2 separate regions of the Sus scrofa genome follow, and region 2 is linked to region 1. A link is a contact called in public HiChIP or PLAC-seq data. All regions are on one chromosome and are shown on one strand. Each heading gives the region's core, a stretch centred on a gene start, on an enhancer-like site or on the middle of the called end of the contact. The rest is flanking DNA. Distances are from core to core; before and after follow the strand shown.

What was found. HiChIP or PLAC-seq counts read pairs in DNA pulled down with a chosen protein or histone mark.
Region 2: an H3K27ac HiChIP or PLAC-seq map of alveolar macrophages shows a contact between it and region 1. The contact joins the enhancer-like site here to the promoter of RAP2B in region 1. A contact is called at or near these places in 14 of 47 Hi-C or Micro-C datasets (adipocytes, alveolar macrophages, blood and 6 more) and 2 of 2 datasets of contacts at active chromatin or transcription factors (alveolar macrophages and skeletal muscle).

What each region holds. Positions count from the first base shown.
Region 1 is chr13:93,305,185-93,310,231 of Sscrofa11.1, forward strand. RAP2B (RAP2B, member of RAS oncogene family) reads left to right here and starts at 2,928. Exons shown (of 1, transcript NM_001123185.1): 1 at 2,928-3,479. The coding sequence starts at 2,928. The coding sequence ends at 3,479.
Region 2 is chr13:93,353,164-93,358,210 of Sscrofa11.1, forward strand. It overlaps LOC106505716 (a long non-coding RNA gene), which reads left to right. Exons shown (of 2, transcript XR_001300380.2): 1 at 1-3,179; 2 at 3,286-3,531. Among named protein-coding and RNA genes, the nearest start is that of RAP2B, 48 kb to the left of the region's middle. Within about 2 kb of position 3,103, at least 44 of the 83 cell types and tissues checked have an H3K27ac peak or open chromatin away from gene starts, as enhancers often do. A contact at or near this core is called in alveolar macrophages, embryonic fibroblasts, liver and 3 more, where this site is marked.

The DNA.
Region 1 (5,047 bases), core at 1,678-4,177:
GCTGCCACCATGAAAAAAGGAGCCAGGACTCTAGGTTCTAATTCTGCTCAGCTGACTATCATTTTAATGAAGGGTTTGGTCATCAGATTCTCTCCAAGATTCCTCAGGTAGCTAGGTGGGTGGGGCGAATTTTATTATCATTCTTTTATAGGTAGAGAAACTTAACTAAGGTTAGGAGCGCTTAAAGTACTTGTCCAAGGTCTCAGATAATAATTGATATCCACTACTGGTCAAAAGACCTCAAGATTCAACCTAAGAAAGATTAAAATCTGGGAACTTTCCTGTGAGAAGGTTGTATTGCTTAATGGTTTCAAGACCAGGTTCTGCAGCCCAACACCTGGGTCAGCATCCTAGCCTAGCCACTCACTAGCTGTGAGATCTCATGCCAGTTACTGAACGTCTTAAGGCCTCAGTTTCCTCATCCTTAAAATAGGTATATATAATTATGTTTACGAGGAGTAAATAAGACAGAACATGTAAAACGCCTCTCAGACATTAAAAGCTAGGCGAATGTGAGGTTCCCTCCGGCTGTATTAGGAGAATTTGCCGTAAAGGTTTCTGGAGAATTACATAAGCATAACTACAGCCAAACACTTTGATAACCCCTCTGCCCACTAAATAGCGGGGCCACGCGCAGGGACGGGCTCAACCCCCACCACCCAAAGCTTTGGCTCCTGCAGGCGACTCGCCAGGTCCCTTGGCCAAGAATTCACGCTGCCGCCCATCACACTGCAAGCTAAGGCTAGGAGGTTAATTCGAAAACATGGCCCTGAGTCACCGCAGGACTGAGGGAACTGAAACCAAACGTTAGCACACCTCCTGGTTTGTCCCTCCGAAGGGATGGTTAAACCAGTGGGAAGTGGCATCGAATAAAAAAGGCACGATACAGAGACAGGTTGACGCAGCTCGGTCCCTCCCACTCTTATCCCTGGGGCTCACGCTAACAGCATTCAATCTTTTGACAGGTCTTGACATCTCTCCTCCGCGAGGAAGGAGAGAGACTTGGAGCAAGTCGAGGCATCTCCCTGGTACCTCCCGTGATTGTGAGCCCAGCCCAGTCTAGCGAACTCCCGCCCCAAAGCAAAGACGTTTTCTAAAGGCAAGCCCGGGCATTCCCCCACCCGAGTGAGATGAATTCATAGTGGCCCATTTCCACATCCTAGCCCCTCCCCCACCCTGCTAAAACAAACAAACAAACAGAAAAACCACCAAACTTGGAAACTTTGCTGTTTCTTGAAGACCAAGAACTGTAGCCAGCTCCCTTCAACCGACTGTCGTGACTGGGCACCAAGAAGTTAGATTCTCTCCAATACACCAACAAAGGACTATATTTAGCTCTGAGATCTCCGCCTAAATTCCTTATTTTTTTCACTCTTAGCTTCAAAACGACTAGGATGGGGAAGTGGGAGGAAGGGGGCGGGGAGCAGCAGAGAAAGAACAGCTGTGCCTCCGCCTCTCAACTCAATCTCTATAAATAACCAATCACGAGCGGAGTCTACTTTTTAGCCAATGAAGCAGCCCAAACTGATAAGATCTTGGCAGTAGCCAATGGGAGAGCATTTGAGGGTGTGAGATTTGCGCCCCGGGACCAATGGGTCCAGAGTCTGGGAGAGGTAATTTGAGCTAGAGTGTGGGTGTGTGGTGCACAAGCTTCCTACTTCCAAGCCCCCAAACCTGCTCTGTGCACTGAGCATGCCCTGACTAGCTGCGGGCGCCACCGCCGCTTTGGATAGGACTGTAATCCGCTCTCCAGATTTTGGCCCCAGCTGACTGGGGCGGGGGAGGGGGCGAGTGGGGGGGCGGGGTGGCCCGCGGAACCCTAGCCCGAAGACAGCTCTGGTTAGTAGAGGCAGCCCTTTCCCTAGTCGCAACAGGGTTTCAGACCCAGCATTCCCGTTTTCTTTGTCCCAGAGATGAAAGTGCGGGAGAGTAGGCCAGAGAAGGTCGGGTAGAAAGAGCTGCGCCTTGGGTAGGGGAAGATGGTCTTCCCGCCAAACACCCAAACGTCCTTTGGGTCTCAATCCCGGGAGACACACCCTCCGGGGGTCTGGGAAGTGGGATCTACGGGCTCTGAATGATGCGAGGCAAGAGCCCAATCCTCCCTATTCCCAGGGAGGAGTGAGGGGGTGGCTGCCGCACCCACTCGCTTCTCGAAGAGCCTGAGCCCCTATGTATGAACCCAGAGCGGCGAAAGAAGGCTGCCTCCAACCTCCCACTGGAGCTCTCCCAGCCCGCCACAAACACCTACACATCCCGGCACATTTGTCCTCTTGCTGGGAGACCAGAGCCTCCGGCGAATCCGCTAGTCCCGACTCAAATCGCGAGCCCCACCCACAACCCCGCCTCCGCCCGGCTCCCTGGAAAACCAGGAGCAGCGGATCCGGCGGGAGCGGCCGGCGGCGGCGCACTGGGCATGCTCGTCCGGGCGGGGAGGGCCGGGCTGCGCGCGGCGAGTAGGAAGCCCTCGCCCCGCGGAGGCTGAGGAAGAGAGCTCCATGGGCCGCGGCGGTGGGCGCACGCTCTGCGGGGACTCATGCCACGCGCGTCCCGGCCCGACGCGCAATTAGCTGCCGCCTCCGCAGCCCGCTACCTCCGCCGCCTCCTCGCCCTTCTGGGCTGCCGCGACGAGAAGCTGCAGCCTTCGCTTTGCACAGGCTGCCGGCATTGTCCTCCGGTTCCGCCGCCCAGGCTGCCGCTGCCGCTGCCGCCGCGGGCTGCTGCGGGGCCCCGGACCTGCGCCCCAGGGACGCGCTGCCGCTGCCGGCCGGCCCGGCGCCCGGCCCCCGCTCGGTGATTTCCGCGCTCTGCGCTCCTCGGCCATTTCGCTCCTGAGTTTTTCCTGCGGAGCTGAGGAAGGGTAGAAGTCCAGCCGCCAAGCCCAGCCTTACTACGGCGCGCAGCCCCGACGGGCGAGCGCCGACGGAGCCATGAGAGAGTACAAAGTGGTGGTGCTAGGCTCGGGCGGCGTGGGCAAGTCCGCGCTCACCGTGCAGTTCGTGACCGGCTCCTTCATCGAGAAGTACGACCCCACCATCGAGGACTTCTACCGCAAGGAGATCGAGGTGGACTCGTCGCCGTCCGTGCTGGAGATCCTGGACACGGCCGGCACGGAGCAGTTCGCGTCCATGCGGGACCTGTACATCAAGAACGGCCAGGGTTTCATCCTCGTCTACAGCCTCGTTAACCAGCAGAGCTTCCAGGACATCAAGCCTATGCGGGACCAGATCATCCGCGTAAAGCGGTACGAGAGAGTGCCCATGATCCTGGTGGGCAACAAGGTGGACTTGGAGGGCGAGCGCGAGGTCTCTTACGGCGAGGGCAAGGCCCTGGCCGAGGAGTGGAGCTGCCCCTTCATGGAGACATCGGCCAAAAACAAAGCCTCGGTGGACGAGCTGTTTGCCGAGATCGTGCGGCAGATGAACTACGCGGCGCAGCCCAACGGAGACGAGGGCTGCTGCTCGGCCTGCGTGATCCTCTGAGGCGCCCGCGGCTGCCGCGCGCCGGCCGAGCTCTGCGCACAAAAGCCAAACGCACCCGACTCTAAATGTGATTTCTCTTCTTGCTTTGAGATTGGAGACGACTTTGCATCGGCCGGGGTGTCCCGGGAGCCCGGCTGGCCCCCGTGGCCATGTCCCCTGCCTCTGCCCCGTGTCCGAGGGGGTGTGCCGTTCTGACCATCCGAGACCCGATGGAAATGTGGCTCTTTGCGGCATGTACGTTTCTCATTGATTTTGGTTGACGCGTTATTTCCCCATTGACGCAGCCGTTGGGGCGCTGTATTGGCAGCTTGACACCGGCAAGCGAAAGTTTCAGCCTGGAGAAAAAAAAAAAAAAAAAAATGGGGTGGGGGAGGAAGAGGACGGGGAGAAGGTTGGAAAGGGGGAGTTTTTTGTTTTTGTTTTTCTGTCCAAAACCGTTTTTCTCGTTCCAAGTTTTAAATACTCGGAAGGAAGTCCGGGAGAACCAAATGAAGGAGCAGGAGGAGAGGAAAAAACTTTTGTTTTTTTTCCTCGTTTTCCAGGAGTAGCTGGAAATTAAGATCGGGTTCCTTTTCTGCCAGCTTGGAAGGGCAACCCCGTGACTGATTATGATTCTGAGGATGTCTATGCAAAGTTGGATTCTTGTTACAGTGTATCCAATCTGAAGTATTGCACATCTGAACTGGGACTGTTAACACTGATGCCAATACAGTGTGGGGTGCCAGAATGTGTCTGCTGATATTTGTGGAAAAAAAAAATCTATTTTTGTTTACCTACTGTATCAAAGGGGAGTCTGGGGGAGAACGGTAGTATTTTTTTTTATCAGCTGTGAAAAAAAATGTTACAGATCTGCACATTTTTGTGTGTACTGTTGTGTGTGTGTGTGTTTTTAGATTTAGCTTTTTGTTCTTATTGGTTGGCAGTAACAGGTTTTGATGACTAGCTCTTTAAAACACAGTACAAAGACTTCACAAATGTGATTCAGGGCCCCCAGCACCCCTGTGTCTGCAGAGTGCCTTCAAAACTCAGCTGTTCCAGCCGGTGCCAACCTGTGAATTTCCCACCAGATCCCCTCAAACCACTTCCCCATTTCCTTTCAGTAATCTTCCTGAAGGAATCAGGACAATAGGGCCTGTTGTTCGGTGAATTTCTTTATTATTTCCAGCTTTTAAGATGTAATTCACTTATTTTGCAATGGGTTTCTTTTTTCTTTTTTTCTTTCTTTCTTTTTTTTTTTTTTTTTTTTTGCTTCATTTTGTTCCAGTGTTCAGGTATTTAGCTCCCCTTTTGTATCATTTTTTAAAATTTTTGGTTTTCTGTTATAGGGTGTTCCTCCAGAAGCAAAGAGCAGAATTTTGCTGTTGTGATGTACCAAGAGAATTCTAACAACTTGTAATTTTTAATTCCAGACATGTGTTTAATCATTGTCTCTTCATTTTAAGATTTTTAATACAAATGTCATTTTTAAAGAAATCCAAAAATTTGTTTGTGTTTCTGTGTTTCATATTCAGTTATTTAAACAGTACTGTGGCTGAGGTGGACAGGGGGAAGGTGCATGAAGCCCCCAA
Region 2 (5,047 bases), core at 1,853-4,352, 48 kb after region 1:
TAGAAAATGTAGTCCAGAGTCTTGGAAGGTGCTTTCAATTTTTCTTCTCCAGCTGCTGGGAATCTTTCTGGCATCCCATAGAAAAACATCCTGAAGGATGAGAGACCACATGAAAAAAGACTTTAAGCATTCCTGTTGTCCTGGCTGGCTGTAGCCCAAATGAACTGGCCTGATCCAGAAGAGCTAGCTAGGCCACTCACAGAATTGGGAGACATTAGAAATGGTTAAATCAAATTTTGTGGGGTTTTATTATGGGGCAAAAAGCAATGATTGATAGATCGATAGATAGACAGACAGATAGATAGAGTTGAGGTAGGTTGGGGAAGGAGGAGTGAAACAGAAAGGGAAAGGGAAGGAGCAAAGGCCTTGATTATATTTGTGTAACTTGGGGGCCCTGGGTGCTTGGGCAGAGGCAGTGGAACCCCTCAGGAAAGTGAACTCCAGACAAGGCGGAAGGGGATATACTAAAACTATACTTGACTCTTTCTCATCGATGATCTTTTTATAACTCCAGGAAAAAAAAAAAAAACATTTAGAACATGAGCATTTCACCCAAATGTCAGAGTTTTACTGTAATTTGAACAATCCAAATGTAATCTGACACTCCTGTTTACTTTTTGCTTTTTATTTGATAGTCCAGCAGAGATGAATCATTTCTCAATGGATTCAATGAGTTGCGTTTTGACCTAGAACTCTGAGTCTAAATATAGCCCTTATCTGAAACTAGGAAACATCAGAAGGGGAGGCTGACTCAATTTGTTCTCTGTCAAACTCCTGCCACCTCATTTTAACATCCCACTGTGTTAAAGAACAGCAGACCCTGAGGTTCTGATTCAGTATCACATCCTCAGTTGGATAATCCACTTTCTTCCTCCTCTGCCCTGTATATAAAATTTTCTACCACTTATGCAACGTGAATAACCTACTCTGAGATCTGGTTACTTGAATGATGTCTGTTTTGGAGATCTTAAGCTTTCTGAGGGCAGGGACCTTATCTTATTCATTCAGTTTTCCATTGACTTATTCATCCAGGGAAGAATGTTTATTGCAGAGTGATGCTTTATTCCTGCTTTTAAGAATCTGATTGTCTAAACAGAGGAAAAAACATATATCAATTTTTTTAAAATGTGTAATGTTAATATTGAGTCTTTGCAAAGTGCTGTGTGAGCAGAGAATTGCCTTGACTCCTCCTGCATCTATATCCTAACTTGTATTCCTGCTTCTACACCTGACTCCTTAAAGCCCAATGTGCACTCAATAACCAGAGGGATTTATTAAAATAGATTTTATCAATTCTCTGCTTTAAAATTTCCATTTAAACTTCTTACAGGCCTAACAAATCCAGTGGGATCTGTGGCCGCCTTGCTCTCTGCTGCTCCCTCAGTCATGCTGGCTCCTTCAGCTCTTGGGAACCAGGCTTGCTCTCCAGCCTAGCGTCTTTGAACTAGTGGTTCTTGTCTCTGCAACTGGCTCCTTCTTGTCATTCAGAGCTTAGCTCAGGTGGATGGATTCCTGACACCCAGTGTCATATGGCTTGCATAACACTAATTAATTAGTGCCTCCTTCCATCCCTTTCTCCCCTCTGCTTCCCTCCTTCTTTCCTGCCTGCCTTCCTTCCTTTCTCCCACTGACCTTCCTTTACTCTCTTACTTTTTTCCTTCCTTCTTTTCTTTCTTAACTTTGCTTCTTTCTCTGCAGTGGAAAGTTCATCAGAACAGTGACCTTGTTCCCTCCCCGACCTTCCTGTATCTGCCTCATAATAGGTGTTCGGTAATAACTCTTTGAGTGTATGAACAGATGGATAGATTTCTGAATGCTGCAAGTACTTTCTGGGTAGAAGAGGGGGAGATAACTTTTCAGACAAAGAAAACAGCACCACATTCAAAGACTCAAAATAAAGATCAAGTGCACTAGATGCATCATATTTTGTTGTGGCTGGACCATAGGGTGTGAGGTGAGCTTGGAGAGAGCAGGGAAATAAAAGGAGGTGAGAAGTGAAAGCTTATATATATAAAACACACAGAAATGCAGACTTCTGCCACTTTCTGACATTGCTGCCCTGCAGGAAGAGAGGGAAGTGGCCTTGACAAAAGATACTGACAAATTTGGTCTGCTGGAATGACTCAGAATTTTAACTTGACTATTTTGTAGGCGTATTTTTTTTTTTTTTTACAGTTTAATGAATGAGTTGGAAATATACTACTGAATTGGCCAGATATGGGAAATATGTCTATAATCATTTTGTGTCATTTATTCACTTGACTCTTACAACAAATCAGGGTTAGCAGCAGTTTCATTTATATTTTTCATTTTTTGTTTTGAGCTTTATTTATTATTTGTGAGGTTTAAAAACAGTTTGGGGAGACAGTGAAGAGGCTTTCCTTCACTTTGATAACTTCCTCATTTGTAAAACGGGACCAATAACAATGCTTATCTCAAAGGGTAGTTGAAAAACTTAAATGACTTAAGGCATATAGAGTGCTTTGAGCTGTCCTTGGCATAACGACTATTAGTCTTTATCATTATCCTAATCATTTGCTGCTCTCATAAGGAGAAACATGATGTAACTTTACAGAAGCAATTTGACACTGGGTTCAAAAATCTACTATAAACGTGTTTACATTTTGCTGGAGAGACATACTTTGCCATGCTGCAGTGTGAAGGCTTTGCTTGATAATGATGATTGTTATCATTTCTTGCATGCTTTTAAAACAGGGTATGAATGAGGGCCACTCAATTGAATTGTGTCAAGTCTATTGTTCTCATGTTTAAGAACAATGCAAAGGCCAGCATATACCAGGGAGATCCTGGGTAAAGGTGAAAAGAGAATCTTGGCAGAAACAGTGTTCTCTAGGATGAAGAAAGCATGCTTTCCTGGCAGCGGGGTCCTGGCATTTTAATCCATTTAGTGAGCATATTGCTGTGGCCCAGTCTCTGTCTGTGGCTCTAGCCCTTCTCATCAAGATTCTAGAATCCTTGTGGCCTGTGGTTCTTCTGCTCAGCTGGTCGTGAAGTCAGGAAGGAAGGGTGGATCCGCTTGAGATTTCCTGTCTTGCTGTGAGTCACTGATACCAAGCACTTTTCTTGCACTTCTCTGTCTGCTATCCGGAGAGCAGGAATGCGGCCACAGACGTCAAACCGGAACCACCCTCTGCCTCATGATAACGGCTCTCACCATGGTAAACAAGCTTGGTCTGCAACTATCTGGTAGTGGTGGGGGGTGCTCCCTCCCTGTACAAGCAGGGAACTGAAGAAAGGGCTCACCATTACATTACCCCTTGTAAGAAGAAGATGATGACTCATGAGAAAGAAAGTCCTCCTGTACCACTTCCATGGCCTGGAAAGGAGACTCATTTTGAAGATGGAAGGCAAAATTTCCAATTCTGACTCTGCTGGGAAAGACTGTAAGCCCACCTCACAGCTACTTCCCCTCCAATCCCTGCCTGCCTGCATTGCAAACAAACTGAATTTGAATATGGTGTTTTGAGATTCCTGTAAGTAAATGCCTTGTAAATAAAAAGTTTAAAGTAATTCTCTTGCTTGTGGAGTATAATATGAATGGGGTTAATCTTTGTAGAGAAAGTCTATCAAGAGGGCATGATAACAGCTGTACTACCTTACTTCTAAGCCTGCTGTGAGGATCAACAGTAATAATAATAATAGTGACAGTAATGATAACTACTGAGCACTTGTCTTACTCTGGCTGGATATTATACTTTATATACATTATTGCCATCCCTCGCAACAACCCCCCCCTCAAGTCCCCCATTCTACCAGCTGCCTTGGAATGGGATGATGTATGTGACAATGCTTTGAAAATAGTCATTAAATATATTTTTATAAAAAGGTGTAATTATATTTAACATTAGTAAAAATTCCAGGGGTAATATTTTACTCAGATTACAAAGAGCATGAGCTTTGGAATTATACACTGCTAGTTCCAAATACCGTTTTGCCCCATATCTATTGCTAAGTCTCTCTTGGCCTCAGTTTCCTCCTCTGCAAAATAGGTTCAATAACAGCTGTCTCTTAGGATTATAGCATCCACAAGGGCTAGGTGTCAAAATTTCCTATCTTTATGTTTGACACATAGTAGTTTCACCACAAATATGGACTCTCCGTTCTTTTCCATTTTTCTTAGAGGTCATAAAAATGAGACAAAGATCTTTAGAATCCTTGATTAGGTACTTGATAATTTTTCAGAGTACCTGTAGCAATACTGAGGAAGAGGAAGGACAGGTATAAAGATGAAGAATAATAGAACAGCACAAAGGAAGGTGTCTGCTGTCCATGAGAAAAATAGTCTGATTGTTCTCATCAAGTATATTTGGAAGTAACTTTGTATTCAAGACTTGAAAAAAAGTTGTGATGGAAGAGGAATTATTTATTTAAAAATTAAAAATGCATTTGATTTTCCTTAACATTGTCTGATCATAACAACATAACTGGAGTCTAGGGCTTTGGTAGGGAAGTTGCAGTGAATTCAGCTGCAGTATAAATGAATTTATATTGCTAAACATTGAGTAGCTGCCTTAGAAAACCAGACTCCTGGCCTCTCATGCTCAGTATTTATTTGAGGAGAGAAATTAAGTTGTATGGGGGTCATTAGTGTGCAAGAAAAAATTAGACATTTTCAATATTTTATTTTATTCACATAAACATTTTCTTTCATCCATGAAAGCTGGATCAGCTCTCAAAATGATATTTTTTGGGGGGTTGGGTGGGCCACCACAGCATGTGGAAGTTCTTAGGCCAAGGATCAAATCCACACCACAGCTGAAACCTGAGCCACAACAGTGACAATGCTGGATCCTTAACCCCTGGCACCAAGGGAACTCAAAAATTATAATTATTTTATTAAACAAACCACTCCTATTCGCAACTCTAACTTTATATCTCAGAGTAGAAGATAACTCCATTTTTTCTATCAGTGCAAGTTACTTTCAATACACTTCATGGCATTCTCTATTTTTAACGGAAAATTTTATAAATGTGGAGTTTGTTAGTACATTTAAAAGACTGCTTGTTCTGAAAAGAAAAAAAAAGT